2 separate regions of the Mus musculus genome follow, and region 1 is linked to region 2. The links are chromatin contacts, called in public Hi-C maps. All regions are on one chromosome and are shown on one strand. Each heading gives the region's core, a stretch centred on a gene start, on an enhancer-like site or on the middle of the called end of the contact. The rest is flanking DNA. Distances are from core to core; before and after follow the strand shown. Region 1 has its middle 7.6 kb from the start of Gm41029. Region 2 has its middle 27 kb from the start of Lncenc1.

Region 1 (2,906 bases), core at 150-2,649, 140 kb before region 2:
GTCGTGTATGGAGGCCAAAGATCAACTTTGGATACCCTCCCTCACATGGTCTCCACTATTTGATACAGGGTTTCTCATTAGCCTGGAGTCCCCATGTCATCTAGACCTCATGGCCATTGAGCCCCTAGGAAATCTGTCTGCTCTATTGACCCCGGTACAGGAATCACAAGTATGCACTACCATGTAGCTCTTTAACATGGGTACTAAGAGTCAAACTCAGATATTCAAGCGTGTACCCTACTGACTGAGCGGCTGTCCCAGCCCACCTCCTTTTTTGTTTTGCTTTGACTCCTATTCACAGAAAAGAAAAGCCTGACGCCAGAATAGGGTGATGCTGGTGGGGTACTGGAAGAGGACCCAGATGAGGACTCATGAGTCCTGATGCATACCCAAACTTGATGTTAGCACCTATACAAAAAACAAGGCAGGAAAAGTCTATTATTAAAAGGGCTACTGGGCATGAGGCCATGGGTCAGTCTCCAAGCAAGCCTCTGCTGTTTATCATCCCAGGCCACGAATTAGAAAGTGTGATAAAACCCTTTGTTACCAGGCAGAGAGGCTAGGCAAGGACGGAAATAATCAGTTGCCATCTGGGCCTGTCATGACCTAGGGACTTTGATCCCAATCAGTGTGTTTTCTACAGCTTGTGGTGTCTCCACATAGTAAGGCTCACAAAGATTATGAACTCACCGGTGTTCGTCTCTATTTCATATAAAAGCACAACACAATTCAGTAGCTAACCCCCACTCCCCAGTCCCAGTCAGTTGCTTTGCTTTTGTCTTTTAGACAGTGTCTCGAGATCTAACGGTGGCTGGCATGGGATTCATTATCTAAACTGAAACTCAGGGAGACCGAGCTGCCTCTGCCTCCTGAGTTCTGGGATTAAAGGTGTGTTTCACCACACCCAGACCAACATCGGCCACCCCACCCCACCCTCCCTAGCACCAATCTCACAAGTGCATGGATTTCAAACACTGCCACCACACTTGGTTTTCTTCCTATTTCAAAACAGCGTTTGGGTCAAGCATAGATGAATCAAATCAAAGAAAGAATAATAGTTTCAGGCTAGTTACTCCATGTCCCCAAATGAACAACTAATATTGCTACTGTCTGCAAAAACATGATCTAAACAAATAACAACAGTTTTTTAAAATCCCCACGGTTATCCAGTATGCACACAGAACACATTAGTTTCTGGCAATATCTCCAGGAATTAATTGAGTATAAAATACCATGCAGAAATGGGGGTACTCTAGTGGAAATGAAGAAGGGTAATGGTTTTACAGAATACAGAGTCAAGCCTTACATCTCATGCCCTTCCCTTGGTTCCCTCCCTCCCATGCCTCCTCCTTCCACAGAGACAGCAGGGCACAAGGAGGAAGTTGCCAAGATTTTTAAACAGAGAGCATGATTTACAGATGAATCACGGCCATGTGGCCTACTGCTCTGTCAGAACTCAGGAGGGAGTCGCTCTCGGGTGGTAATGGCCTCATTACGAATGTTATGGAGGCGGCAGTGCGTCTTCTCTGAAAGATAAAGCAGTATTACCCACACTTCACAGGGCAAATTAAATTCCTTTGAGTTATTTACCAACTTGAAGTCGGTGTTGTTCTCTATGAGCAGAAGTTTCAAAGGAAGATTATGCTAATACCTCAACAGAGTGGCTCTCTCGTCTAGCAGGGTGTCTCCTAATAAGATGCCCATCTGCTGCCATACCTTCTGCTTGGCTGGCCGGTTGATCTGATGGCCTTTGGTTTTGTGTGCTCTCTTTGGGAAGAAGAAAGCATTATTGTCAGCTTTAGACCTACCAAACTGTACAAAATCTTGGAATTTCTGGCCCAGATCTTATTAACTGAGTACCTACTATGTGCCTGGCTCTATCTTTAGTCAATCTATATATGATAACCTCATTTGAAGCCAAAAACCATCTCATGAGGTAGAAATAGTCCACACTATATAAGCAGCTATACCACAAAATGAGAATTCCTACCCAGGTCAAGTGATAGTAAATGATAAAAAAATGTGAGCCAGATGTGGTACTGCAGACCCATAATCCCAGTACCCAAAAGGCTGAGGCAAGAGGATAGTAAGACCAATCTGAGCTATAAATCAAGAGTTCATCCAGTGGAATGGGTGAGATGCAGGGGAAAGAAAAGGGGAGACTATGAACCCAGCTTTCCTCAATAGCGTCAGAACCAGGAAGGAGCAGCCATACCGTCTGTGATCTGTAGCCACATAAACTTGTCTTCAAATATGCAAAGTGTGAAGCCAGCATCTGCTCAGGATGCTCACAGAGCCGTTGTTGTCCTTCCCATCACTGCTCCTCTCAGAAGCCTCCTTTCCTTCTCCGCACATGACAAAACCTACAACTGAACATCAGGTCATATACAATGGCCAGTAGTCAAGGTCCAGTTGGCCTTCTGTATCTGCAGATTCAACCAGCAGTGGATCAAAAATGCACAGAAAAAAAAAATGGCTTGTGCTGGCCGTGTTCAGACTCTATTATTCCCTAAGTTATGCAGCAGTTATTTACATAACCTTTATGTTGTACTTGGTTTTATATGTAATCTAGATGTGATTTACAGTGTGTGAGAGGGAATATATGGATGATATGCAAATGCTAGATCATATACTCACCTAAAGCACCTGAGCGTTTTGGTATCTGCAGGGGTCCTAGAACCAATCCTAAACCCATTACTAAAGAATGACTGCTGTCTTAGTTAGGGTTTCTATCACTGTGGTAAAACACCACGGCCAAAAGGAATTAGCGGAGTTCATTTCAGCTTACAGCTCTACATCACAGTCTATCACCTAAGGAACTCAGGGCAGGAATGAAAGGCAGGAACCTGTGGGCAGGAACTGATGCAGAGGTCACGGAGGATTGCTGCTTACTACCTTATTACACT
Region 2 (2,997 bases), core at 67-2,566:
CTGAATTTCCATATATTAATATTTAAGCCAGTATCCACTGCAAAGTAACACACATAATGAAGGCCCACTAGATTTCAGTACACACTGCTAAAAATCTCTAATCAAGCAAAAAAAAACAATTTTCTAAATGATAATTAGCAGTAATCATGTTCTTTAAGTGCAGAGTATTATAAAGTACAAACTGATTTTTTTTTTTAATGTGAATAGCAAAATTCCTTGTACTGGCAGTAGCATGACAGATGTAAGGGCAGAGGCTCCCAGCTCTGATTTAAGTGCCTCTCCAGTCACGAGAACAGTTGCATCTGTGATTGGGATGATCAAAAAGTGCATTGCCGATTATCAAAGACAGTCTTGACTAGGTGGAGTGCTCTACTTGAGGCAGAGGAGGGAGGAGTCAAGAGAAGGAGGAGGCAATAGAAGTAGAAGGAGGGCTTAACCCCTTACTTCCTAAGGTATTTTGCTGAAACAAAGTACAGGTCTAGCCAAGCCTTGAGCTGGCGTTGTTTTTTATCGCTCGGTGGGTATAGCAGCTGTGCAAATGCCGTCCACATGGGGCAAGACGAAATTCCTGCCAAGTGAGCGAGGAGAAATGTGAGCTCCATTTGCTTTACTGCCCATGCTCCTGTGAGGAGTTGCATAAAGGGAGAAAGTAGCTAATTAAAGCAACAATATAGACCCCACTCCGGGCGAGTATGCACCCATTCACATGATGTTTGAGACTCCTGGTACTGAGATACTGGGTAAGAACAAAGCCAGGCGTGTACACGCCACGAAATCACGGACGCCACTGTAATTGTCTTGTGCTGTCCACAGATGTGCTCATCAGCTGTTCCCCCATCGTGACCAACGCCTTGGTGATCAGCTTCCGAAGAGAAGAGGCCTCTTTTGGCTCTCAGTTTCTGAGGTTTCAGCCCGAGAGCCACTTGGAGATATGGCTTTTAAGCCTTGGTAATGAGGCAGCATGTGGGAGAGTGGAACAAAAGAGCTTCAACGTCCAGAAGGAGAGAGGACGAGGCAGGAGCTCTACCAAGGCCTCTGAGGACCAATGACCTGAAGCGCTCCTGCTAGGCTCCGCCTCCTAAGGTTCTATCACCTCCCAGTAGTCCCATGCTGCCCTCAGACAAAGCATGGACCTTTGAGGACATTTCAGACCTAAATGCTGTCAGCACAGAGCTCATTATGTCTTTTAATTCTTTGAAATGTGAAGAAAAAAATGCTTCTACTGTCTGGGAGGAAGGATGGTACAGAATAAGTGAGTGACGTTCTTAGAATCCTGTGGCCAACCCCAAAGTGGATATACAAGAGCAAAGTGATTCCTGTCGCAGTGATGGTGTGACATTTCAGATAAGCTAGAAGTGGCACGCAGCCAAGGCTTGAGCGCCCTGGCAGAGAAGCAGTTCCTGTGTAATTCTCAGTGTTTCGATCTGAATTATCATCACACCAGCAAAGTGCCCTTAATAACCTGTGAGAATACAGCTGTGTCTCATGGTTGGTTGCACCATCACCACCAACGTCCTTTTAAAAACTCGAAATTCAATTAATCTAAAAGCTTTAGATACGATAAGGTTTGGATTCATTCATACAATACCAAGCATCGAATCGACTCTTTGTCCTTCAGCAGTCCTGGGAATCTGGCAGAAATCTTAAGAAAAACCCTAGTGCCTAAAACCTGCAAGACTAGAAACTCACCATCACTAAATCTAAAGTACGTAGCTACAAATGGGTCAAATGTATGTTCTATGTATTTTATCACAATAAAACATGGAGACATAATTTGCAAAAAGTTATACTTCAGGCTGAAAATGTTAATGATAGTAATAACAGTAGTTAAAAGAAGTAACTACAACATAGAATGTAGAAAGTGTTTCAGAGTTTTATCAATTTTTTTAATATTGTTTACTTTGGGGGGGGGCACACAAGTGCCATGGTGCAGACGTGGAGGTCAGAGGACAACTTGCAATAATCCATTCTCTACTTCCACCATAAGGGACAAAAATCGAACTCTGGTTGCTAGGTTTGGCAGCAAACACAGCCAGCATCTTTACCCTCACTGGCCCACAATGCACCTTTACCCTGATTGGCCCACAAAAGGGAATTTCAAATAGCATTTTGCTCTTGGATTTTCTTTCCCTTTATTTTCTTTTCTAAATGAGCCAATAAAGCCAGTTGTTGATGGCACAGTTAAAACTCCCTTTCACACAGCTACTATGTTGCTAGCAGCTCCTTCTAACCTGTGGGACGCTGAGTCTTTTAGCATTGCAAATTGCTTTGCTTGCTACCTAGTTTTCACCAGTCCTTAGCTGATGTCCTGCTGTCTGCCTCTAGCAGACACTGAGAAAGAGCAAGAAGCAGGAGCAACAAATGACTTTATAGAGTTCAGGGAGAAGCAGCTGCTTTAGATGAGAGGAATCTTCCCGACATTGGGATTGGGAGGTAAAATTGCAAGGGAACTGTGGGCTAAAACGAGAATTCAAAACGAGGTACTAATAACAACCTGTCTAGTCTATGGAAATCTGGTATTCTATACAGATTTACTCTCAATCTGAATATTTTTTAAGCATTAGCTTAAAAATGAAAATGGACCAAAGGTCTTCAAAAGCCTTATTTTGCACAAAATTGCTCAGAATAACAATTCGCAAAAGAAAAGGCCATTTACAATCCCTGACTATTCACCGAGCATCTCTGATTCGTTCAGCAATTTTCTGGCCATTGTAGGTAATAAGATGAAATTGACATGTCCTAGTTCCTCGAGGAATATACCTTCCTTTCAGAAGTCAGAACCCACCTCCATTCCCCCCCAACCCCTCCCGCACACAAGCCTTTACTGAGATAAGACTGTGTGTGCATCAGGGAGCTGAAGAAACGGCTCAGTGCATAAAGCATTTACTGTACAAGTGTGAGAACTAAGTTTAGATTCCTCAGAAACCACATAAAGCTTGGGTGTGGTAGCACGTGTCTGTAACCCAAGCAAACCTATGACCAGATGGGAGGTGGAGA

Evidence for each region. Hi-C and Micro-C count contacts between places; a contact is called where the count stands out from the background.
Region 1: a contact with region 2 is called in a Hi-C map of the N1E-115 cell line, with 3 times the contacts expected there. The contact joins two enhancer-like sites. A contact is called at or near these places in 4 of 484 Hi-C or Micro-C datasets (the N1E-115 cell line, myocytes, nephron progenitors and 1 more) and 2 of 115 datasets of contacts at active chromatin or transcription factors (bone marrow-derived macrophages and pancreatic cancer cells).

Annotation. Positions count from the first base shown.
Region 1 is chr13:97,544,829-97,547,734 of GRCm38.p6, reverse strand. No RefSeq gene overlaps it. Among named protein-coding and RNA genes, the nearest start is that of Gm41029, 7.6 kb to the right of the region's middle. Within about 2 kb of position 1,399, at least 102 of the 459 cell types and tissues checked have an H3K27ac peak or open chromatin away from gene starts, as enhancers often do. A contact at or near this core is called in the N1E-115 cell line, where this site is marked.
Region 2 is chr13:97,406,955-97,409,951 of GRCm38.p6, reverse strand. No RefSeq gene overlaps it. Among named protein-coding and RNA genes, the nearest start is that of Lncenc1, 27 kb to the left of the region's middle. Within about 2 kb of position 1,316, at least 28 of the 459 cell types and tissues checked have an H3K27ac peak or open chromatin away from gene starts, as enhancers often do. A contact at or near this core is called in the N1E-115 cell line, where this site is marked.